Regions from separate parts of the Mus musculus genome. Here regions 1 and 3 are each linked to region 2. A link is a contact called in public HiChIP or PLAC-seq and promoter capture Hi-C data. All regions are on one chromosome and are shown on one strand. Each heading gives the region's core, a stretch centred on a gene start, on an enhancer-like site or on the middle of the called end of the contact. The rest is flanking DNA. Distances are from core to core; before and after follow the strand shown.

What was found. Promoter capture Hi-C pulls out the DNA fragments that hold promoters and counts their contacts. HiChIP or PLAC-seq counts read pairs in DNA pulled down with a chosen protein or histone mark.
Region 1: a contact with region 2 is called in a promoter capture Hi-C map of pre-B cells, with 2.3 times the contacts expected there. The contact joins the promoter of Nt5c here to the promoter of Mfsd11 in region 2. A contact is called at or near these places in 1 of 39 promoter capture datasets (pre-B cells) and 2 of 9 other capture datasets (liver and pancreatic islet).
Region 3: an H3K27ac HiChIP or PLAC-seq map of bone marrow-derived dendritic cells shows a contact between it and region 2, with 3 times the contacts expected there. The contact joins the enhancer-like site here to the promoter of Mfsd11 in region 2. A contact is called at or near these places in 3 of 39 promoter capture datasets (liver and pre-B cells), 1 of 484 Hi-C or Micro-C datasets (B cells) and 2 of 115 datasets of contacts at active chromatin or transcription factors (astrocytes and bone marrow-derived dendritic cells).

Annotation. Positions count from the first base shown.
Region 1 is chr11:115,490,252-115,493,830 of GRCm38.p6, reverse strand. It overlaps Nt5c (5',3'-nucleotidase, cytosolic), which reads left to right and starts at 2,017. Exons shown (of 5, transcript NM_015807.1): 1 at 2,017-2,224; 2 at 2,460-2,560; 3 at 2,633-2,693; 4 at 2,864-2,978; 5 at 3,087-3,406. The coding sequence starts at 2,045. The coding sequence ends at 3,232. It overlaps Armc7 (armadillo repeat containing 7), which reads right to left. Exons shown (of 3, transcript NM_177778.5): 3 at 3,365-3,579. It also overlaps the pseudogene Gm11694.
Region 2 is chr11:116,852,315-116,856,421 of GRCm38.p6, reverse strand. It overlaps Mfsd11 (major facilitator superfamily domain containing 11), which reads right to left and starts at 2,422. Exons shown (of 13, transcript NM_178620.4): 1 at 2,249-2,422; 2 at 1,724-1,779. The coding sequence starts at 2,344. It overlaps Srsf2 (serine and arginine-rich splicing factor 2), which reads left to right and starts at 3,328. Exons shown (of 3, transcript NM_011358.2): 1 at 3,328-3,854; 2 at 4,091-4,107. The coding sequence starts at 3,493.
Region 3 is chr11:118,214,133-118,217,766 of GRCm38.p6, reverse strand. All of the region lies in intron 1 of Cyth1 (cytohesin 1), which reads left to right. Among named protein-coding and RNA genes, the nearest start is that of Cyth1, 33 kb to the left of the region's middle. Within about 2 kb of position 1,531, at least 91 of the 459 cell types and tissues checked have an H3K27ac peak or open chromatin away from gene starts, as enhancers often do. A contact at or near this core is called in bone marrow-derived dendritic cells, where this site is marked.

The DNA of each region.
Region 1 (3,579 bases), core at 768-3,267, 1.4 Mb after region 2:
ATTTCTGAGTTCGAGGCCAGCCTGGTCTACAAAGTGAGCTCCAGGACAGCCAGGGCTATACAGAGAAACCCTGTCTCAAAAAAACAAAAACAAAAACAAAAACAACAACAACAAAAAAAACCCTGTTGCAAAAAAAGTAAGGGGTGTGTGTCCAGGAGATGTTGGGAGAAGCCTGAGTTAAATAGGGTAAAGATACAATATGTATGGGATACAATATGTATGTATGGGATTCTCAGAATATTTTAAAAGTTACTGAAAGGGCAGGAGAGAAAAAACAGCAGATGAACTTTAACTCAGTTTATGTGAAAATTGGTTTGGCTTAGTGAAAATTCAGTCCCTAAGTAAGAATTCACCGGGATATGTTGTTGTTGGTTTGTTTTACCAGTTTTGTTTGCTTTTTTGTGTTTTTAAAAAAAATGTTTATAAGGAAAAAAACAAAAAATAAATAAAAATAAAAAGAATAAAGGAAGAAAAGAAAAAAATTGTTTATTTTATTTTTTTAAAAGGTTCTATATTTTATTACTAGACAAACACCCTAATTTAAGACATGAGCAAGTCTCCAGGTTAAAAATGTTGAAATCTGTCTGGTAGGACTGATTGCTGACCACAACTCAGTATAAACCCTCAGTCTTGCCATTGTGTGAATCCTTACAGACCCAGCTTTGTTCTCCTCCAGTGTCTTCTAAGAGAAGAGTTGAACCTGACGTTGTTACCAGTTTTCATCCGGATCCACTGAGGAATGGGGCGATTTTGCTTTTGTTTCTTGGCCAGGAATCGCTTGATTCGGAAAGTCTTGTGAGAAGACATGGCAAGAAGCCGAATCAGGCGTAATGCGCAGGATGGCAGAGGAAAGGAGAACCGAATCAGGCGTAATGCGCAGGATGGCAGAGGAAAGGAGAAGAGCTTTTTTTATTTTTAATTTCATTTATATGAGTACACTGTAGCTGTCTTTAGACACACCCGAAGAAGGCATCAGATCCCATTACAGATGGTTGTGAGCCACCATGTGGTTGCTGGGATTTGAACTCAGAACCCGGGGAAGAGCAGTCTGTACTCTTAACCGATGCTGAGCCATCTCTGCAGCCCAAATTTGTTTAAGATAAGGTCTTCACTAAGTAGCTCTGGCTGTCTTGGAACTCAGAGGTCTGCCTCCTGGGTGTGAGGATTAAAAATGTGCGCCACTACACTCTGCTCCTTTGTTGTTTTAAACTGGCTTTTCTTCAAGTGAGATGTCGGGCTCCATGCTGACAAACTTCTGCCATGGGTTAGAAGTCATGTCTTATCGGGGTGTAGCAGTGCCCACCTTTAAACCCAGCACATGGAAGGCAGAAGCAGGCAAACCTCGGGGAGTTTGAAGCCAGTCTGGTTCACAGAGTTTCAGGACAGCCAGGGCTATGTGGAGAAACCCTGAGTCGGGGGTGGGGGGGGAGTCATTACTCAAATCTGCATTTATAGGTTGGAAAATTGATGTGATGTCGCCATTGACTCTGAAATCTACAAGAATAAGTTGTGTCTCTGTGTGTGAACGCTTAACATTTTCTAGAGGGACATACAAGTTTTCGATTCTACCGGAGACCTCGGGTCCACAGGAAAAAGTAGTGGACGCAGATTGAAAACAATGTTACTGTTTCAAACCAAGTCTGGCTTATGAGTCCGGTCTCTTGAGAGCCCAGCTCATGCCCAGCTCATGCCCACGGTTGTCTTTAAGGGGTCCTTCTCATCCCTTGAACTGGGAGACTCACGATCCTGTCAGCTTCCAGCCTGGACAAACATGGGAGAGGCAAAGGATGCATTCAGCATGCGAAGCAGGTTCCCCATTGCCAAGAAAGTATTTCGGATCTTAGAGGTTATGGGAGAGGGATTCTGATGCTGCACATGAGCGGCAGCCCCGTAAGGGACGCAATGCCATCCTGGGCACCTGGTTGGCCACTCTGTGCAAATGAACAAAGTCCGGCCCGCCCCTACCCCGGTCCCGGAAGCTTGTTTCCGGGTCTGGCATCTTCCGTGCTTGCCGCTGTGCTCTGCGGAGACACCGGGCGTGGCAATGGCGGTGAAGCGGCCCGTGCGCGTGCTGGTGGACATGGACGGCGTGCTAGCTGATTTCGAGTCCGGCCTCCTGCAGGGTTTTCGCCGCCGCTTTCCCGAGGAACCGCACGTGCCGCTGGAACAGCGCCGGGGCTTCCTCGCCAACGAGCAGTACGGAGCTCTGAGGCCGGACCTGGCGGTAGGAGACCCGATGGGGAACCTCTAGGCTGAGTTCTCTTCTAGGCAGCCAAGCTGTGCGAATCCACAGTTCACCCCCGAACCAGAAAGCTTGAAAGGGTACACACACACACACACACACACACACACACACACTAGAACCGAGGTCTCCTGCAGAATCTTTGTGTGTGTGTGTGTCCTCTTTGGGGCTCCCCCTACTGGAAAGCAGGAGCGGGACCAAGATCTCTCTCTTTCAGGAAAAAGTGGCCAGTGTGTATGAATCTCCAGGCTTTTTCCTAAACTTGGAGCCCATCCCTGGGGCCTTGGACGCTTTGCGAGAGATGAACGACATGAAAGAGTAAGGAGGGTGAGGAGGGGGCGGCGGGAAGACGGCCAGTGCCCCAGGCCTAACTGCACCCCTTCTCCGCAGCACCGAGGTCTTCATCTGCACCACCCCACTGCTGAAGTACGACCACTGTGTGGGCGAGAAGGTGCCGGCGCCTGCGCTGATTTAAAAAAATAAACCAGAAAATGGGGGCTGGGTGAAAGGGGTCCCGCGTGTTTGAGGGCTAGTCCCACTTAAGCCCCCATGCCTTACTTATCTTGCATTCTGAGCCTAGCAAGTTCCACTGACCTCTCCCCACCCCTCCCGCCTATACAGTACCGCTGGGTGGAGCAGAACCTGGGGCCAGAGTTTGTGGAGCGGATTATCTTGACTAGGGACAAGACGGTGGTCATGGGAGACCTGCTCATTGATGACAAAGACAACATTCAAGGTTGGGCCAGCCAGTTAACCTTGACAACCCCCAGGCATCTGGCCTGCTGGGATTAAGGAGGAGTAAAAATGACCCAATTACAGAGCGCACGCTGTCTTTACTGCCCAGGCCTAGAGGAGACCCCAAGCTGGGAGCACATCTTGTTCACCTGCTGCCACAATCAGCACCTGGCCCTGCCCCCCACCAGGAGACGGCTGCTTTCCTGGAGTGACAACTGGAGGGGGATCATTGAGAGCAAGCGAGCCAGCCTGTGAAGGACCCTGAGGTGGACAGGACCCTGCCTGGACAGGTGACTTTCTTTAATCAGGGAGCCACTTGAACAGACTGCTTTCCGGCTCCTCCCAGGAGGCCTACACGGGAAAGAAGGAGACTAGCACACAAATACAGTGGAGAAAATCAGGAGGTTTTTAATAAAAATAAAAACCAAACGCGAGGCTTTGGATCTTTGATGCTCCTTTTCCTTTTCAGCTCAGGATGGGAGCGGGAGCCTTCCTTCATCCAGTGGCTGTACGACAGCCCCTCTCCAGCCCTTGTAGATCTCCTTCCTCAGCTTTCGTTGTCCATCTGAGGGGGGACAATGCTGAGTGATCAGGGCCCCCAT
Region 2 (4,107 bases), core at 1,173-3,672:
GAGATAAACATGTGCGACTCTTGTCAATTCAAAGTTTTGGTTTTCTCCTATAAGAGAACCCAGAGTTAGATGAGGTACACTTGGTTAATCCCAGCACTCAGGAGGCAGAAGCAAGAGGATCTCTGTGACTTTAAGACCAGTCATTTTGAGGTCAGCCTGGTTTATGGAGTGAGTTTCAGGACAGCCAAGGGTACACGAGAAACCCTGTGTCGAAAAACCAAAGTAAGTAAGTAAATCAATCAATCAATCAATAAATAAGACAAGCCAGGGTTACAGAGTGGGACCCTGCTAACCACAAAACAACCGCCCCCTGCCTAGTTTGTCCAGTATCTCAGCAGGGGGTAATGCCAGGTTGACAGAGGCCTCATTGTCACCTTCCTGGCAACAGAGTCTTGGAGAGCCTCTGAGAGAATGCTGAATTCTTTGATGTAAGTTATTGGAAAGAGGAGGAAAGAGAAAAAAGGAAACCCTGAAGCCAGGCCTGATGCTACAGGTTTCTAAGTTTATCACTAGGGAGGTGTAGATACCTGAAGTTCAAGGTTATCTTGTATTATGCTACAAGCTCCACGCCAGACAAGAGAGGAGGCAATTGGAGGGAGAGAGGTTGTATATGTGCATGTATTTAGTACATTTCCAGCTACAAATCCAAAGTACTACAGACCTGTGAAGTTTTCATTTTCTATGTCTAAACAGCATAAAAATCTTTTTTTGTTTTGTTTTGTTTTTTTGAGACAGGGTTTCTCTGTATAGCCCTGGCTGTCCTGGAACTTACTCTGTAGACCAGGCTGGCCTTGAACTCAGAAATTCACCTGCCTCTGCCTCCCAAGTGCTGGAATTAAAGACGTGCGTCACTACTGCTCAGCTTCAGCATAAAAATCTTTGTTTTTTTTTTTTTTTTTTTTCTTTTTGTTGTTTTTCGAGAAAGGGTTTCTCTGTATAGCCTTGGCTGTCCTGGAACTCACTTTGTAGACCAGGCTGGCCTCAAACTCAGAAATCCGCCGCCTCTGCCTCCGAGTGCTGGCATTAAAGGCGTGCGCCACCACGCCCAGCTTCAGCATAAAAATCTTAAAGCTTCTGATGAAATTATAAATTGAGAATGAGATTACAAAGCCTCAAAAATCCAATGTTTCAACAACTACAGCACTGTTCAGGATTAGAACATGATTTTGACAAGACTTGCATGCATATTGAGCCAGAAGCACTATACTGCCTGCATAGCCATGATCTTAGTAAAGAACCTGGGGTCACAGAGCTAACTTGCTGAACGTAGCAAAGCATCCCAGTTCTGAAGCCAGGCTTTCAATCCCAAAGCCTCCTAATTCTACAGAAGACCTTTAGTCATCATCGTAAAAGAATTTACCATCACGCTTATTTATTTTGGGATTCACGGCATGCACCCCCATGCCTGCTCTGTAACTTTATTACTACATTTTAAAATTTATGTTTGTATGGTAGGAGAGTGTTCTCCTGCGTGGAAGACACATGAAAACCTGCAGGAGCTGGTTCTCTTCTTCCACCACGTAGGTTCTGAGGATTAATCCACGTACTCTGGGAGGTATGGGTCTGTATCTACTGATCTACCTGGGTGGCTCAAACCTCAGAAAAAGAGAGACAGATTTGACACAATCATGGCTACTCTTCAGTTACAACATGTTATTGCTGGTTTTCCTGAGATGGATGGAACTATGACATGCAAAATAAAGTCATGCACACAGTACAATACCTGGTATATCCACTGCCATGAAAATCTGTGCTATTTAAGCTCCTGATGACAGTTTGCTGTGTGGAAGATAAAACTAATCAACAAAAATGTCTTGCCATCTCCCTCCCCGCAGGAAAGTCTAAATACTCAAAAAAAATGTTATGATCCACACCTCTCACCCAAGCCCACCATGAGAGGAGAAAAAAACCGACTCAATTGCCGCAGAAGATATACTCGAGATGGGGAAACAGATAATCAACTGTACCCACAAGCCACCCAAGCACTAAATACAGAGTTTAACATTCACAAAAATTAAAGTAACTATGGTCCATACTCAAATTGCAAGCCGCATCTGAGTATTAAACGAAAGTGTTTAACACCACGTAAACGCGAAATATCTGATACACAAAATTAAGAAAACGAGAAAGGGTAGGCTGAAAAACAGGAGGTGCAATCTTGGCGTGGTAGCGGACATAAACGTTTATTGTCACAGCTGGAATGCATTCAGACGGGCATTCAAAGGAAGGAGTACAGATTCCAACTCACCGCCACATTTCCACAAGTCTGAAAGGCGGTGAACATAAACATAAAGGCAACTCCTAAAATAACGATGTTGAAAAGCTTTTTAGACTCCGGGGACATTTTGGCTCCGCTTGCTCAGAGGCCAGCAGCGGCCCAGGACAGTCACCTCTTCTCCTCCAGTCGAACCCCCTGACAGCCCTGAGGGAAGAAACCAGATGAGAGAACCACGAAGCCAGACTGCCGATTTCCAATCTTGGGATGGGAATCGTGGGTTTAAGGGAAATCTCTCCCCACCGGTACAGTCGGGACCCTCCGGGGACGCGACCGAGTGCAGAGGAGACCCGGGGTCTACCCGCCGCAACTCCAGTTGCAGGGAACGGGATCCGGGGCAAGGACGAGCAGTAGCAGCTGCTGGGGCCCGCCCTCCCGGCCTGACTCACAGCAGATCACGAGACCGGTCAGCTGACCAGAGTCTGGTCGCAGCGCCCGCCGGGAAATGTAGTCCCGGCGCCCCGTGGGGGGAGGGGAGGGTACGGCCGCACGCTGTGGCTAGCGCGTACTTTAGGTCTACACTACCCGTCCCTTCGTAGAGAGCAAAGGCCCCGAGAAGTGAAACCAAGGCAGCGAGCCTCAGTCAGGAGCGGCGGGAGAGGGGAACGTGAGGTGGCCCCGGGACACAGAGAGGCAAAAGAGAGCGCAAGAACCGGCTCTGACAGGCGGGACTGAAGGCTGGGCGGAACGGCGCGTGGAGCCCGGGCATTGGCGTGGGGAAGGGGCGGGGCTCTGGTGGGGCGCGCTTCCTCTTTCTCCCTCCATAGAGCCTCGTTCTTCCCCTTCCCCGCGCTCTCGCGGACGCACCCACGGTAGAGCATTTGGCGGGCTTTCTAACTGCCTTCTCTGGCTGCTCCCCCGCCCCACCGCAGTGACTGCGCGCTTTCCGCCCGCCCGCCGCGCGGTGCGCAGGCGCACCTGGGAGGGGCGGGGCGCGCGGCGGCGACGTTACGCAACACGGCCGAATGGGCCAATCAGGAGATTCATTTCCGGGTGGCGCGGGCGCCATTTTGTAAGGGTGGGTATAAATGCGCGCTGGGGCCCGCCCGCTCGCTTAGTTGCTGCTCAGGCGTCCGTCAGGTTCGGGTGCTCTGCGGCGGCCTTGCGGCTCCCTCCCTACCCACGAGGACTGTAGCTACCGAGCGCCTGACGGAGCTGCGTTTCCGGAGAGCGAGGGCCTGTCCGGGGCGTTAGGGTCTCGGCGCCGCTTCGCAGCCATGAGCTACGGCCGCCCGCCTCCCGATGTGGAGGGCATGACCTCCCTCAAGGTGGACAACCTGACCTACCGCACCTCGCCCGACACCCTGAGGCGCGTCTTCGAGAAATACGGGCGCGTCGGCGACGTGTACATTCCGCGGGACCGCTACACCAAGGAGTCCCGGGGCTTCGCCTTCGTCCGGTTCCACGACAAGCGCGACGCCGAAGACGCCATGGACGCCATGGACGGGGCGGTGCTCGACGGCCGCGAGCTGCGGGTGCAGATGGCGCGCTACGGCCGCCCGCCCGACTCGCACCACAGCCGCCGGGGCCCGCCACCCCGTCGGTACGGCGGCGGCGGCTACGGGCGGCGGAGCCGCAGGTGAGCGGGGCCCGGGGCGGAGCGGGAGGCGGACGGGCACAAAGGTACGCGGAGCACGTGGAGCCAGCCCCTCCCTCGCGGCCGGGGTGGCAGCAGGGCCGGGCCACTCCGTGCGAGACCCCGCCTCGCGGCAAGGGAAATGGCGCCTGGCAGCCAGATAATGGCGGCGGGGCGGGCGGGGCGGGACCGGCGGCCTGCAAGCTCACCCTGTCGCTTCGTTCACGTCCCACTCGCAGCCCTCGGCGACGCCGGC
Region 3 (3,634 bases), core at 282-2,781, 1.4 Mb before region 2:
TCACTTTTTTGAGAATTATACTAAGAATGGTTTATTGAATTATGGAGGTGAGATTTGTGAAGGCCCAAAGCCAGGGACTGATGGACAGGGCTTTGAGGAGCTGTAGTCGGGGACTGGAGGACAGGGCTGTGAAGTCCTGATTTGCAGAGGATATGAATCAAAGGTACCCAAGGGATAAAGCTGTGAGATCCTGAGAAGTGGGGGTGTAAGGGTTCATGGGGGTCGAGGGAAAGGACTGGGGAGCAGAAGCTGTGGGGCCAACCTGTGGCCTGTGCTCAGAAGATGGAGTTCATATTTTTAACCTTCTCAGGCCTTGACTCTTCATGCCTCATTTGAAGTGCATCAGTAGGCCCTGGCACTACCTTAGACATAAATAGAGTAGGTATTTGAGCCTTTTATTGCTTAGCTGCCCATCTCTCATAGCAGCTTCTCAGGTCATATGGCATCTGCCCTGGTTACCCGCACCCAGGGTGGTATGTCACAAAGGAAGACAGGTGTCTCTGATCTGCCTAGAACGTGGACATTCATCTCACCCAGAACAGAAACTGCTGTCCTTGAAACAGCCCAAGGCCTCCAACAGCCCTCCAAAGGCCTCTGCCCTCTAACCCCCTCCTTATAGTCCTTCTAGCTCCCCACTGAGTCCCATACTCTTCAGACCCCCAGAGCACATGTCCAAGAGTGGCCCAGAGTCTGCCTCAGCCCACACAGGGGAAACACTATGTCCTTTTAGTCCTTGATGTCTCTGCAGTCCACATCCACTGTGCTCAGGGACCATTATTGGGGGAAATGGTAGAAAGGAAAGATTATAGGTTTGATTGTTTTTTAAAAAGATGTGTAAAACCGAAGGTAGAATTGGAGTTAAAAATAAGTTGCAGATTGCATTACATGTTTTAAATAGTCTGTTCAGTTCTACAAACCAGTAGGAAGGATGGCAGTCAGTAGGAAAACAACCCCCAAGGTGTGGACAGTAGCTCATGAACAGAAGTGCTCTCGTGCTTCTGGAAAGGCAGCCTTGATGGCAGTGAGGCCAGTGCAGAGATCAGTCCTGGGAATGTCCCCACCCGTCAGTGCAGTTCATTGTGGACCGGGCTGGACACATCAAACTCTAGGAATCCAGACACGTACTGTCCCACTGCCAGGAGATAAGAAACAGGAGTGACCTGTCCTTCCCGAGTCAAGATCATCTGGGAATCAGATCTAATGCCAGAGGTAGAGATGGGGTTTGGATCACTAGACGGGTTTTGAATGCAGCTGAGTGCATTGATACAGGATTCTTCAAGGGCAAAAGTTGAGGAAGACACTCTCCCCACAGAGGGTTTCAGGACAAGACAAGGCAGGCCACAGCAGCGAGGCACAGAGAGCAGACTTAGTGAAAGCCACCAGTACTGCCTAGATTTAACTGTCAACCCGACACAAGTACAGTCATCTGGGAAGGGAGTGAATTGAGAACTTGCTAGATCATACTGGCCTCTGGGCATGTCTGTGGGGATTCCTTGGTTGGCTGTTGATTGATGTAAGAGTTCATAGACCACTGTGAGCTCACCATTTCATGGGCTGGGCCCTAAAGCTAACTAAGACAAACTAAGTAAGCAGACGGCATGGGTATACTCATTTCTCTCAGTTTTTGACTGTGACTCACTGCTTAAAGCTCCTGCCTTGGTTGCCCTGCATTGAAGGACTGTGTCCTGGAATTTTAAGCCAAACAAACCCGTTCTCCCCAGAGTTGTATTTAACCAGGGCATTTGTCACATTAACAGAAATGAAACTAGGACACCACCCAGTGATGTCATGGTATTACTTGTATTGTTACCGACAGCTTGCTAAGGAGCCTCACAGTCCACTCCAGGAACACAGGGAAGCTTTTCTGGATCAAGCAAGTCTTCTTGTAAGAGAGTTGGGGAGAACTAGAGCTGAGTGCTGAGCATGTGCACAGGGCCCTGAGACTGGACCCTGCTTCAAAGTTACAGGCTGTGAGCAGTGAAAACACATGACACCCTTTATAGTGCCGGAGAAAATCAGGCTAGGGGATGGATCAACTGGTAAAGTGTCATATAAACATGACACTCTGAGTCCCATCCCCACTCCCCTGTAAAAGTCGGATGTGTAATTCCATTGCTGGAGGAGGTGGAGACAGGAGGGTTCCAGGGGCTTTCTGGCCAGCAAGTCTAGCTGAATGATCTCCAACTGAGAAACCCACTCCCAAAAATCAGGTGAAGAACTGGGCATGGTAGCACACACCCTTAGTGCCAGCACTTGGGAGGCAGAGGCAGGCAGATTTCTGTGAGTTCGAGGCCAGCCTAGTCTACAGAGTTAGTTCCAAGACAGCCAGAACTATGTAGAGAGATCCTGTCTCCAAGATAGATAGAGGAGAGAAAGGGGGGGGGGCAACTGAGGAAATACTTGATGCATATACCTGTGAATACACCTGTAAATACACACACTTGCAAATACACACAAAGTAAAAATGAAGTGTTTATAAACGGAATGCAAAAAGTTACTAACGTTGTAGTGTGTATACATATATGTGTGTGGCATGAAAGACACATATAATATAACGTACATTGCATGCAGAAGAAGCCAGACCAAACCCATACCACCCTCAGTGGTTGTCACTGGGCAGGATCAGATTGCCTGCTACTGTTCTCTACTTTCATCTGTGAATGTGTCTCATAAGCAGCATCAAAAATATGCAGAAAAGAACATCTTGATGTGCTGCATCAGAAACCAGGAAGGGGACACTACCCAGTGCAGTGTGCAGCTTCACTGTGGCCACCATCAGAAAGAATAGCCGGGGCTGATGTCCTCCAGAATCCTTGAGCAAGGCTGAGCAACCTGGCACAGTGTTCAGGGTGGCAGATGACCAGTTGGTAAACTCAGGCAATAGACCACTTTGAGCTTGTCTTCCTTGGGAGCAATTTACTCTAGTTTTATATTAGTGTTGCTTGTGACAATGCAGGATTAGGAATAAATGTAGATCAAACAACAGTGCCCTTTACACACAGGAACACAAATTCCCACAAAGTCCACAATGACCATTGTAATCCTGAGCGGATGAGCACTGCTGGAGGGTGTGGGCATCCACACCTGGTGTCAGCACACACTACAGGGCAGCAGCAGCAGCCCACACAGTGGATGTTGTCACACAGGAACCGAAGCACAAGTAGGAACCCAGAAGTCACATAGCTGCAACCAACTGACTGAACAAAAATACCAGTGTTGGTGCCAGAGAAACTAGGTGCTCACATATGAAAGAATGAAACCCGACCCTTCTCTCCATCATAAACAGTCAACTCCAGATGACCAAAGACCTGAATAAGAATAAAAAATACAAAACTAATAGAAAACGTAGGGCAGCACTGTAAGATGTTATAGATAACGATACTGTGGCTAGGAGCCCCAAACAAAGGCAAAAACAGACCTGTGCAATTTATCAAACTAAAAAACTTTTGAGAAAAATATGTAAGCTGTGTAGAATATAATATCCAATGTACAAGGAGCCACATAGAAGAAACCTAATTAATTTCTGCATCTTAGAACTTGGGAGGTGACGCAGGAAGATGAGAAGTGAGGTCATCTCCAGCTATGCAGGGAGTTTGAGACCAGCTTAGACTACATGAGGCTATCTAAAACAGAT